Regions from separate parts of the Canis lupus genome. Here region 2 is linked to region 1. Evidence: chromatin contacts called from public Hi-C data. All regions are on one chromosome and are shown on one strand. The core of a region is the stretch at or near the end of the contact, and the rest is flanking DNA. Distances in the headings are between cores, read along the strand shown. Region 1 has its middle 7.3 kb from the start of ATXN1. Region 2 has its middle 22 kb from the start of STMND1.

Region 1 (6,600 bases), core at 2,346-4,845:
TTAACATTTGCAGTGGTGAGCATTTACATTTCAATTATATCTACATAGCATTTCACACTTTTCAGAGCCTTCTGTATAGCATCTTCAAACACTCCCAAGAGATGGGGAAGGCAATGGAGAGCCAAGCCTCAAAAAAGTTTTGCAACCGGCTGTGCTTTCATAGCATTGGGTCATTTAATTGCTATAATAATCCACTGAGATACTCAAAAATAAGGGATGGCATAGACATTAAAGATACAGTTGCGTGTTGCTTACAGTTTCAAAGATTTTCCCAAGGTACTAGATAGTGATTATTTACTAAGTGAATACTTAAATAAGAGACTTATGAATAGAGACTATGTCTTAATTCTCAAGCTGCTTTTTTATGTGTTTATCATTCATTTGCCAGGAGTTGAGTATTGTACATCTACAATAACTAGGCCCTGAGAATATAGGTGAGTAAGAAATCTCTATCTGCAGGGAATTCCCGCCAGAACAAATCTTATCTTTTTAAACCGTCCACGTTTACCATGATGGAACATAAAGACTCACAGTCGAGTGATCCAGCACCTCTCCAAATCATTATACTCATCAGACACAGGACCATGAGAATCCAGTACTAGAATCATTGAAAAAAAAAAAAAAAAAAGAAAATTTGGCAGGTAGGAGGGCAATTGTAGAAATCGCTGGCAAAATTTGACTTACAAGCCAATACTGATATTTCACATTTGCAAAACAAACAAAATGTAAAGAAGTGCATTTTATCTGAATGCCTTTCCTATCAAAAGAATCACGAGTAAGTTTAAGTGGTAAACACTTATTTATTTTTTTCCTTTTTAAAAATTGTTAAAAAAAGATTTCCTCCTACGTTATAGAAAGACTTGCCAAGTTTCTGCCTGGAGTCATTTGTTATGGCTATGTAATAAATCCTGGAAAGCTCGAATTTTTAATGGAAACACTGACAGACCTTTAACCATGCTATTATAGGAAGGGTGTTATCCTACATGTGTCATTTTAAAATCTGAGCAAATCAGAGCGTAGTGGCAAAACAAAGAGACCTTCCTTAGCTTGCACTCCCAAAGAAAGCTGGGGAGGCCAGAAAAGTAAAATAAAATACAAAACAAAAGGGCAGATTGCTCACATAATAGACTCTGAGGTCAGCTCACCACACCCAAACTAAAGTCACTGGGCTCTATGCATAGCAGAGACTCTTAAAAATCCTGAATCATCTTTTTTGACCCTCCACCAAACTGTAACAAGACTGGCTTTTGGGGCAATGCAAATGACATCACCAATAGTCAGGAGTGAAATTAAAGTCACTGTAGTCTACCAACAGTTTAGGATTTAACAGTACACATGTTGGGCAATTTTAAATAAGATTCTGTCTACAATTAGGAATCAAAACGAGTGCTCTAGGAGAGATCGGCACTGTCCAATGAGGCTATTCAGCACTTGAACTGTGGTTAGTTCAAGCTGAGATATGTTGTGAATCTAAAATATACCTTGGGTTTTAAAAACTTAGTACGTCCATGTACATACATAACTACACATACTTATCTCTCAATACTTTCATATTGATTAAATGTTGAAATGAAAATATTCCCCACAGATTACGTAAAATGTATTATTGCTCACATTAATTTAACGTGCTTCTTTTCACTTCTTAATGTGGTTACTATAAAATTTTAAATTACGCATGCGGAAGGGCTGTGGGTTGTATTTCCAATGGACAACACTGGTAGAGATAACGGGGCTGGAGAGATACAGAAATCAGTTCTAACAACCCGCAATTGGAGATGAGGATCCTGGCATGGCTCTCTGTAGGAGTGTAGTAGATAACTTAATTATTTTCTACCTTCCAGAGGTTTCTCCTTTGCACTCTATAATATAACCCGGACCTTATCCCTGGTTAAAACGACCCCTGAGAGTGAGCCGAAATCTCACCAGTGGAACTTAGTATGGGCCTGCAAAGCAAAAATTTCTTAGGCTCATCTGTAACTAGGTCTTTTTTGAGAGATTCTCAGGTACTTTGCCACCCTGGGAAGCTGTTAGAAAACTTACACTCTGTTTTAGAAAGTACAAGCATTCTAGAGTTACAGCTGGTTTTGCTGCTTGCGGCTAAATGGTTTGGAGTTGATACCTTCTAGTGACAGACGAGCATTGATAATGAAAATTATATAATCCCACTTAACTAGAAAACAAATCAAGGCCATCAAAAGGAAATCTATGTTTTACAAAACACTTTCTAATATATGCAGTACAATGGGGTGTGTCAAAAGGAAATGAGATGACTTTCAGCCATTATGATTTATTCTGCAAGCAAAACCTAGATAAATTTCCATCAGTATAACTGTGACCAAGACTGAATGTAGTGCAGTGACCTATGAAGTATCAGAATTTAGCGTCTTCATCATCTAAAGAACATAGCTCTTGTAACATGAGAAGAAAACAAACATTTTGAGGTTCAGAATGAGTTGAACTTTGCTAGCTATTGGCTGGGAGCGTTTGGAAATCTATTAAAGGCATTTCATTAGCAACTTGGCATTTTGTTTCCTCAAAAGAAATACATTTTCCAAGTTAAAATCAAAGCCCAGAGCCACCACTGTTTGAACTTAACGGTAGTGGCAATTAACGGGTTGTACATGTTAAGCTTATGGTGCCTTCAAAATAAGATCAGAGGCAGCAGCAGGCTAAGAAAATAAACATCAGATCATGGGAGTTCTTTGTTATTCCAGCACCATGACATTAAGATACATAGCTATAAGCTCTCTCACTTACTTTATTTCTCTTGAGCCAATATCGGCCAGGAGAAGCTGACCCAAATGAGAAGGGGTGGGGGGTGGTTAAGAAAATTAGTTGATGAGGAATTTACCAAGTTTACCCCCCAAAAGTCAGGGTTAGAGAAAAATGCATTGGCAAACTTTGCTTTTTTGACCTAAATAACTGGGGTTCACGGAGGACACTGGCCAAGTGGAGTGGGGGTTTCAGGGAGGGCTGTCTGTGATCTGCAGAAAGCATCCATTGCTGCCAGGGCCCTTGCGAGTTTCACTGCTGGCAGACTTGGGGGAGGTCTCAAGACTGGCGCCTGAACATGCAGATTTGCTTGGTGTCTGTGGCACAGACACGGGGACAAAAGCTACTGCCACAGATGCTTTCTGACAGAGCAGAATAATAGCACTAAGACTTAAACTGTAAATTACAAACAATCCCTTTTTAAGTACAAAACGAATGCACAGAATGGAAGACCCTGTCAGCCAGAGTGCGAGTAAATCAAGTAGAAGAAGACAAATTGTTCACTCCTGGCACTACAGCCAGATTTTTATTCCGCTAACCGTACTGTCACCAGAGAGCTTGTTTCCTTTGTCAGATCTAAAGAGAAATTAATACGTTGTGATTCTCATAAATATGCCCAGGCTTCTGAAGCATCCTCCCAAAGCCAATCACGTTGTGTGTGATCTTGTTTCCCAGCCCCATCCCCTCCCCCTGGTTTAAAAGTTGTAGCTTAAACACCAAGAGTAAGAACATGTGACCCCGTCACTCCCCGAGCGAGCTTTGCTCTGCAGTCAATTTCATAATTACATCGCTCCGCCTCTCGGCTCAGCACTTCCTTCCCCCTCACTGGCCTCTCTCCCCCACCCCCAGCAGTGAATCATCGTGCATTTAGAGAGACTTCGATGACCCAGTGTGAACTTTACTGGCATCCTGTACGGTCTTATGCCAAAAAGGGGGAGTCGTTCTATGAACGAATCCTGGCCAGATCCTGATGCAGATGTCAGAGGCAACAAGCTCGGGTGCTTATCTGGAGAGATCCGTGAGGAGTTAATTTTCCTAGATCGTGGTGGTGATTCAGAATTGCCTATCTCAGTTCACCATCAGGTTTTTCAGAACCCAGCTCAGTCCTTTATGCAGAAAGGAATATATCAGAGGAAAAATGCTGGCGGAGCTCCTTATGCAATCAGGGCAGAGGAATTTATACCACATTCAGCCCTTTGATTTCTCCAGATCTGGCTGAGGGTGGGGTTTCCATATTTGTGCTTTGGCAAGTGTGTCCAGCAATTAACTCCTCCCTCTATAGGCTTCTAGTGTTCTTCCAGGTTATCGGGTGTTCATTTGTGCATTTATTAAAACCAGAAACACTTCCCCCTTCGTTTTTTAAAACTGTTTCTGAGTAATGCAGATGGAGCAGACAATATCAGCCTTGCCTTTAAAGGCTTTTCACCCTGCTTAGGGAGGTAGTTTAATGACTGAAATTACCATTGCGCTTCTGCATGTGCTTCTCTGCCCGTATGGGAAGCCCTGGCTCCTCCCGGCACCCCTTCCTTGCATGGCGCCTCATCTTCATACTCTGAGATCTTGCTCAAGCATCAACACTTCTGTGAAGTCTTTCCTGATTATCACAAGAGTCTGTGCTCTGCCCAATGTGTGAGTCAGAGAAGTGCTATTTTCTTATTCTTTTTATTTATACAATATTTTTTTAAAGCTCTGACAGAAAAAAAAAAATCAGGGCCATAAGCACAGATGGAAAGAGTATCCTAAGTGAGAGCGTCTCTTATCGGAACACTTCCTGTTACTCCCCGAACCATCTGACCTCTGCTGATGATTTCAGCATGCAACTGCTTCCCTTTTGTTCATTATTCTACTATGTGACCTGCCCCAAGGGTCATTTCTTCATGTGAGTTCCCATTGCCCTCTGTCGTAGATTGAATGGTGTCCCCACAAAAGATGTGCTGAAGTCCTAACCCCAATAACTGCGAGTTGGGGACTTTATTTGCAAATAGGGTCATTGCAGATGTAACTAGTTAAAATGAGATCTTCCTGGGTTAGGGTGGTCTCTAGATCCAATATGATTGCTGTCCTCTTAAGAAGAAGAGGAGGGACACAGAGACCCAGAGTAGAGATAGAGAAGAAGGCCAAGCCAAGACAGAGGCAGAGATTGGATATCATACTACCATAAGCCAAGGAACGGCATGAATTGCCAGTGACCACAGGAAGCTAGAAGAGGCGAGAAAGGAATCTTCCTGAGAGCCCAGGGGGAACACGGCCCTGCTGACACCTTGAGTTTAGACATCTAGCTTCTAGAACCGTAAAAGAATAAATTTCTCTTGTTTCAAGCCACCCAGTTTGTGGTCATTTTTACAACAGCCCCGAGAAACTGATATGCCCCCTTTATAGATCCGTGATCCCAGGTCTGTTGCATTATTCTTTTTTGCTCTTTATTTACCTATATGGTCTTATCTCTTTCCTCTATAGATACACCGAAGTAATCAGTTCAGGATGTGTGGTTGGTCTTTTATTTATGACAGTACCAATACACGAAAGGTCCAATGGAATAGGAAAGTTGTCAAGAGAGTTCCAGAACCACCTCCCCATTATCCCAGAGAAGGCTGGCTTTTGGCACCAGGTGCATAGGGAGGCCTCAGAGGTCTGAGGTACTCCCTGCTGGGCCTCAGCTCAAAAGTCCTCAGCTCCCTCTGCCAGACTCCAGAATGTACCAGCAGCATCCCTCTTCAGAAGTGGTATTTCAGTGTGGAATAGGGTGAAGAAAAAGGCTAAAAAGCCAAGTTAATTGTTTGGCATTAAGTAAATACAACCAAAGCACTGCTGCTTGTTGTTTTTTTTCTTTTTTTAACTGTTCATTTGAGTGTTATAAAAGTGCTTATGCAAACCTCAGTCTTTGTGATTTACACTCAACCCAGAATCCCGAGGTATCTATTCTCAGACTCACCATGGGCTGTATACTACAGTTCTTGCATATAAACCTCAGTAAGTGGTTAACTCCATTGTTCTAACTGTTCGGGTCAAAAACTATCTTGAGTCAACTGTTTGGGTCAAAAAGTATCTTGACTCCTCTCTTTCTTATATTGCCCACATCCAATCTGCCCCCCAAATCCAACTGGCTCTACCTTCAAAATATATCCAAAATCTAACCACTTTCCACCACCTGGACTGCTATCATTGAAACTAAAGCACTACCACCCTTCATTAGGATGATTATACCAGTCTCCTAAATTGTCCTTCTGCTTCTACCATTACCACCCTGCACCACAGCTGACTGTCTGCATCAGGTGATGCCACGACTCTGCTCAGAAACATCCAATGGCTCTACTCCCCTTGGAGTCAAAGTCCTCTCGTGGCCCACAAAGCCCCCACGCAATCAGGACGCCCTCAATCTTTCAGATGCCATATTCTATCACTCTCTCTCTTTGCTCCCAGGGCTCCTGCCTCACTGTCGTCTTTGCTGGTCCTCAAACAAGCCAGGCACTCTCTTGCCTCAGGGCCTTTCTGCTTGCTGGTCCCTCTGCTTGGAATGCTTTTCCTTGAAAACCCACAGTTCACGCCTTCGCCTTCTTCAGTCTTTTTTTTTTTTAAAAGACACAACCTCTCCAAGAATCCTAATGTGACCCCCACCCCCCATTTAAAATTATACCCTCTGACTTTCCTGATCCACCTTGCCATGCTCTATTATTCCATAAATGCATTACCTTAAAACATTCTGTGTCGGGGCACCTGGGTGGCTCAATGGTTGAGCCTCTGCCTTCAGCTCAGGTTGTGATCTCAGGGTCCTGGATCGAGTCCTGCATCAGGTTCCCCGCAGGGAGCCTGCTTCTCCCCCTGCCTATG
Region 2 (6,600 bases), core at 2,154-4,653, 240 kb after region 1:
AGAAAATCAAACATACAGTGGCTTAGTCAAATGTCATTTTATGTCCTTTTAGATCAGCTACTGTAGAAGTAGGAGTCCAAAGCCTGAAGGGAAGCTCCACGGTGATACCTTTCTTCAGATGTCCTTAAAATGTGACTTCCAGCCTCATGTTCATTGCTCCATAGTCACGAGAGGCTGGCTCATCTCCTGCATAGAGTTTGCATTCCAGGCCAAAAGAAAGGAAAAGTTATCTGTATTGTGAGTCGTTCTCCTTTTAGATTAACAGATTAACTTTATAAAACCTAGATTTTTATATATATCATCAGAAAAGTAGCTGCCACATAGATAAATAAAATCCTTATGAATTTGAGGGATTTGTCCTTCAAGTATAGCATTTTAAATGTAATTCTAACAGCTGATAAAATGTAAGTGATATAGTATAACAATGATTCCCCCTTTTCCCAAGACAAATTCCCCTCCTCATTTCCTAGTGTTGGTCTCGGCTACTTTAAGATGCAGAGTCAAATGATAAAAATAGCAATGATAATCAAAACTATGATAGAAACTAACATATGTCAAACACTTATGTTGGGTCAGGCAATGTTCTAAGCACTTTATGTGTATTAACTAATATAACCCTTACGGCAATCTCAAGGGGGAGGGGTACTATTTTTCTTTTTGTAACGTCATACTCAAGTCTTGGTAAACTGAACTGGGCTCAGAGCTCCTCTTGTCAAAGCATTGCTTTGGGGAAAGAGATAAGATAATGTTAGCTATAGAAAGTGAGGAGGTCTGGAGAGAGGTAGGGAGTGATAAAAGAATTATGGTTGATGGGGAAGATCCACACCTGTGCTTCCCTGCTCTCCTCGCCCCCCTCAACCCCATTTGTTCATTTGTTACTTCTAATCTACATACTTAAGTGGTAAATGTCAATAACATTTGTAAAATCTGAGCTCGATGCTATAAAAAAAATTACAAATGAGTTTGGAAGTCAATTGCTTGCTTCAGTAGCAGAGAGTTGCTGTGAGGTATATGCAAGGTGGCAGAGTTCTGCTGGCCTCTTGCAGGTTATTACTTATGAGAAGTGGATTTAGACTAAGGGAGAGAAATGATTTATTAGAAAATGTTTGGAAACTCGTGGGGGTCACACTCTAGAAAGGAAGATACTTCCCTTCAGAAATATTGGGGATTCATGTTCACCTCACACCCAGGTACATCTGGGAGTAGACTAAGTAGAAGCATTTATGTTTGCATAATAATATTTGTAGGAATGATTCCTACTCTGTTCTGCAGAGGAGATCTAAGTGTCTACAAGAGGGGGAATGTACACACAAAGACAATTGCAAGAGTTCGATTGATTTAAAATGTTCATACACTGGGGTACCCTGCTGGCTCAGTCCATAAGTGTGTGACTCTTGATCTCGGGGTTGTGAGTTTAAGCCCCACACTGGGTGTAGACACTACTTTAAATTTTTTTTTAATTTAAAATAAAATATTTATATAGTTACCTGTGCATTGTATGGTGCTGACAACAACATAGTAAGAATTGTAATAGTAAGAGCTGTCTGTTCATGAATAAACATATAATCTAAATTTGACTATTAATAAAGGGCTGTCAAATCTGGGGAAAATACCCTGGCAGGGATTTCCAGGTCACCCTCAATCAAGAAGAGATGAAAAAAAGAGAGTCTTAAAATAACCACAGATGCACAAAATTTTATCAGCAAGTCTGCCTATATAATATATACATGATATGATTAAAAAATAGATATCATCAATGACCCTCCTCTAAGGTAGCGGGATAATATATATTTTTTAAAGTGGAGACAATTCAAACATCCATCAACTGATGAAACAGGTAAATAAATGTGGCATAGTCATGTAATAGAACAGTATTTAATCAGAAAAAGAAATGCAGTTCTAATAAATCCCACAACATGGGTGACTCGAAAATAATTATTCTAATTGAAAGAAGCCAGACACAAAAGACTACATATTGTATCATTGTATCATATATGAAATGTCTAGAAGAGGCAAATCCATGGGAACAAATAGATTGGTAGTTGCCAGGGTTTGGAGCAGGGAGGAATGGGGAGTCACTGATAAGGCATAGAGGATTTCTTTCGAGATGATGAAATATTCCAGAATTAGGTAGTGATGCCCATGCTAAAAACCATTGAATTGTGCACTTTAGAAAGAAGAGCTTTATGGCATGAGAATTACATCCCAATAGGCAATTATTAATAGAAAATGATTATGACAGAAAAGTAAGTCTGACTAGATCTTTATGATAAGAGACATGACATGAATAATGAACCCATATTTTTGATCAGTAATAAAAAAAATCCAGTAAAAAAAGCAGGGGGAAATGATTCATAACTACAGAAGAAATAGTCCAATTCTGGAGCCAGCAGGATAATGCCTAATACAGGGATTTTGCCTGCTTCTATTTCAGATTTACTATGGGATGTAATCTCTTCATACTCAATACATTAATAATCCTACCCCTACACTACTTGAATTGCCAGTTGACTGTTGGAAGCTTTAATGTGATTATTCATTTATTCATTAAATATTTGAGGATTAAGATGCTGGGTTCCTAAACTGTTGAAGAACTCTGCTTCCTCTGATAAATTCTGGTGGGCTCCCTGGAGGAATAGTATGGAGATAGTGGTCTCTGCTGCAGCAAAGAGGGAGGATGTCCTGAAAGAGGTGGGGGCAGGGTGTTGATGACTGAACAACCCTAGGAAGCCTTCCACAGATCTGCCTGGAAGGAGAAAGTCTAGAATTGCTTGAGATTGCAGGAGGCATAGACTGGTTACAAAGGGAAGTTGATACAAAGTCAAGGTCAGGAATTATAACAGGATTAACAATCAAGTTCAGAGCAAGTGGATACAGGGCTTGTTGAGGCAATTATAATTCCTCCCTTTGACATAAATGTGGACTAATGTTATCTATGACACAAACATCACTAACAATCCATGAGTCTTGCATTAGCATTACATTTGTTTCAGTAGTAGGCTAAACTGGTGAGATGCTATTAGGCTACTTTGTTAGGAAGAGGGTAAAGGACTTAGCTAAAAAGGGCAGAGCTGCCAAAGGTAGAAGGAAAGGTGCATAATCATAACTGACATTTACTAAACACTTAGTATGTCTCAGGCACGGTGCTAAGGGTTGGAAATGTGTTAGTTCTTTCAATCCTCACGGTGACCCTATGAGGGAAATATTATTACCTCTTTACAGGGAGGCAAATGAAATTTAAAGAAGGAATAAACACTTGCTCACAGGCATATGGCAGGGGAGTCACAATCTCAAACCAGTGTCAAACATCCGAAATTTCATTCTTGCCCCTTCCACTCCATGACCTCAGGGCAATGTGAAGGCCAGGGGTTGTTAAAAATAGAGATCATCTGTTCTAAAAATGTGACCTTCATATAGGAAGGGAAAGTTGAAGTGAGAGTCAACAAGGCAAAATGAGTTATGAAAAAGGGAAGTTGAACATGAATATGTAATTAGCTTAAGCTCACTATGACCTAGGTGAGAAAGGAAATTTACAAGTAAATTTGACTCACATTGCAAAACAAGCATAAACTGTACAATGAAGTAAAAGTGAAGAATCACTGTAATTAGCCAAATAAGCAGAGTACATTCCATAAGAGTAAAGACATTTATGAATCATTGGTGGGCATGAGTACGTAAGGGTTCATGTTACTGGTCAAATCAGAAGTTAGGAAAGAAAATATGTTAAGCATTGCTTGCAGGCATGTTGAATTCCAACTACATTGAATGCTCATAAGGTTGATGCAGTAATTTTGGAATATAATGGTGCAAACTTTTTTTTAAGACTTAGCTTCACTTTTATTGAGCCCAAGTGAACTAGAGAAATAAAGCATTTTTTTAGCATGGAACACCAAAAATTTCTTGGAATGAAAAAGCAGATTTCCATTGGCCACAGGTCAGCAATAATTATGTGGACCAGTAATAATCAAAGGACAGACTTGCCTGGTCTGGGGTGGGTTGGGCGGGGTCATGTATTTCTTGGTGTGATCACTATTAACTTCCATGCGAAACTTACCAGGGCCCAGAGAGGTGGAAGCCAAGTACACTGAGTTGATAGTACATCTGAGGAAAAGCCACCTACCTACCAACACATAGGCACTCCCCTTATCCTGGAGACTGGCATGGACTTCTAGATTTTCTTCTACCCATTACCTTCCAGATCCCTGATCAACTATTTCTCAGAATGTAACATCAGGTGTTTTATATGAGGAGTGAAAATAAATGTGCAAGATATAGTCCCCAGCCTTAGTAAGGTTTCAGTTATGTTTCGATTGAAACATAACTAATATTTATGAAACAGGGAAAAACAACAACTGGTATGATTAAGCAATGAGCATGTTATAGACTTTAGGAAAAGGAGAAACTAATGTGGACTGTCATCATTCATAGTAGGTTTGATGGGAAAGCTTGTACCTAAAAGGATTTTAGATACATGTAAGCTAAAGTGTACCCATCAGCTCCTATTGTATCTCTTGGTGCTTTAGTTTCTGTTCAAAAAATGGAGGTAACACTTGTCCTGTCCTGTCCTGTCCTGTCCTGTAAGGGATAATTGCCAAGATCCTTGGGATGAAGGTACCAGGATGCAGAGATACCTTAAAGAAGGATGTCATCATCTTTTTTTAAGAAAAGAATTTTATTTATGTAAAGAGAGACAAAGAGAGAGAGAGAGACGGGGAGGAGCAGAGAAGGGGATGGGTGAGAATCCTAAACAGACTCTGCACGGAGTGCAGACCCTGAGATCAGGACTGACGTGGAAACCAAGAATCTGACACTTAACCAACTGAGCCCCCAGGCACCCCAGGATGTCGTCATCTTAACCAAAAAAAGAAAAGGCAAGAAAGTCAGGAATAGGCATCAAAACCCGCACAATTGCATCCTTTAATGTAACCCAGATTTGCCCAATGGCACAATACTGGATGTTTCCTGTGTAATGTTTCTCTAGCATTGTCTTGGGCGGAATTTAGTATGTGTGTCTCTTTTCACACATTTCTTATTATTTGGCAAACTTTGGAATCTTCGACAAGAGCAAATTCCATAGTGCCAGGGACTATTTCAAGAGCTTCAGAGACATATCGATACGCTTAATCCTCTTGAAACAATTCTATGTGGTAAGTGCTTTTATTATCACCTTGTTTTACTGATAAACTGAAGCACAGAGAAATAGCCTGCCCAAGGTGTCACAGCCAGTGAATGGGAAGTTCTGGATTTGAACAAAGACCGTCTAACCGGAGCCCATGTGCTTAATGTCTAAGCGTTACGGGACTCTCCCAGCACACCATTATGAGGCTTTGCAGTTGGTCAATATTGCCAAAGGGCCAGCAGAAATGTCTCCTAGACAGAAGTGGTGCAAGAGATATTGTACACAGGGTGTCCACAGATTGCAAAGTCGCTGGTGTTCCAGGGAGGGGTAAGAGGCCACCTTTACCAACCATCTACACGCCTACCAACAATTCAAGCAAGACAGAGCCTAATATGGAGGCCATGACTAGAGAGGGTTGGGTACAAGAGAAACAAAAGACAATGATGGGAGGAGGCATGTGGAAGTGGGACAGCACGAATGGATGCAAAGGGAGATAAGAGTCTGGAAAGGGTTGTAATGCTCATTGTGTTTCATTGAAATAAAATTTCCTGGCAACAAATTATCTCAGTATCTCTTTTGCCTGTGCTGAAATATTAATGTAATGAGTATAATTTTCAAATTGGTGGGCCAGCAGCACAAACTGGGAAATCTTTGTTTATTTAAATTTCTATGACAACAAGATTTGACCAGGGTGAGTTTGTGATCCTTGGCATGTTCACAAAGGTATGGTCAGGGTATTTTTCTTCTAGATGTTCTTAATCCAATTGGCAAATATTAATATTGTAAACACTTTGGAGGCACTTGGGTGGCTCGGTTGGTTGAGCATCCGACTCTTGGTTTTGACTGGGGTGGTGATCTCTGGGTCCCAGGTTGAGCTCCGTGTCCTGCCCTATGCCAAGTTCAGTATTGAGTCTTCTGGGGGGTCTTGCCCTCCCCCTCTATTCCTCTCCATGCTCGTGCACTCTCTCCCCCACCTCCCTTCCTCTCTCTCTCTAAAATAAATAACTAAATAACATCTTTTTAAAAATATTATAAACACTCTGGAGTAGACACTCTGGAAGATGTTGGGGAAATAATTGGGGAGGCATGGCTCCTTCCCTCAAGGATCTCACACTCTGAGGAGTAGTCAGACCCATATGTGATCAATGACAATATAGAAGTGTGACAAGAGAGGGTATTAGGTGCCAAAGGGCGGGGGGGAAGAGTCTATTTAAGAAGGTTTCAGGGAAGAAGTGCCATGGCTGACTATTGCAAGAAGAATTGGATTCTGCAGGATGAAGGGAAGAACGAACAAAGAAGGACAATCCTGGCAGAAAGCACAGCTGGGCAGAAGTATGGAAGTATGAGAGAGCATAACGAAGTCATGCACTTATAAGAGGATGGTCTCTCTCTCTCCCTGTTGGTGTAATTTCCAGTTTAACCAGCACATATTTAATCTCGTGGTTTGGGTACTTTGGGTCAGGAGCCTGAGCATCATTTGA

The links. Hi-C and Micro-C count contacts between places; a contact is called where the count stands out from the background.
Region 2: a contact with region 1 is called in a Hi-C map of skin fibroblasts, with 2.0 times the contacts expected there. The contact joins two enhancer-like sites. A contact is called at or near these places in 2 of 9 Hi-C or Micro-C datasets (amygdala and skin fibroblasts).

What each region holds. Positions count from the first base shown.
Region 1 is chr35:17,167,701-17,174,300 of UU_Cfam_GSD_1.0, forward strand. No RefSeq gene overlaps it. Among named protein-coding and RNA genes, the nearest start is that of ATXN1, 7.3 kb to the left of the region's middle. Within about 2 kb of position 3,596, at least 14 of the 20 cell types and tissues checked have an H3K27ac peak or open chromatin away from gene starts, as enhancers often do.
Region 2 is chr35:17,412,253-17,418,852 of UU_Cfam_GSD_1.0, forward strand. No RefSeq gene overlaps it. Among named protein-coding and RNA genes, the nearest start is that of STMND1, 22 kb to the right of the region's middle. Within about 2 kb of position 3,404, at least 2 of the 20 cell types and tissues checked have an H3K27ac peak or open chromatin away from gene starts, as enhancers often do.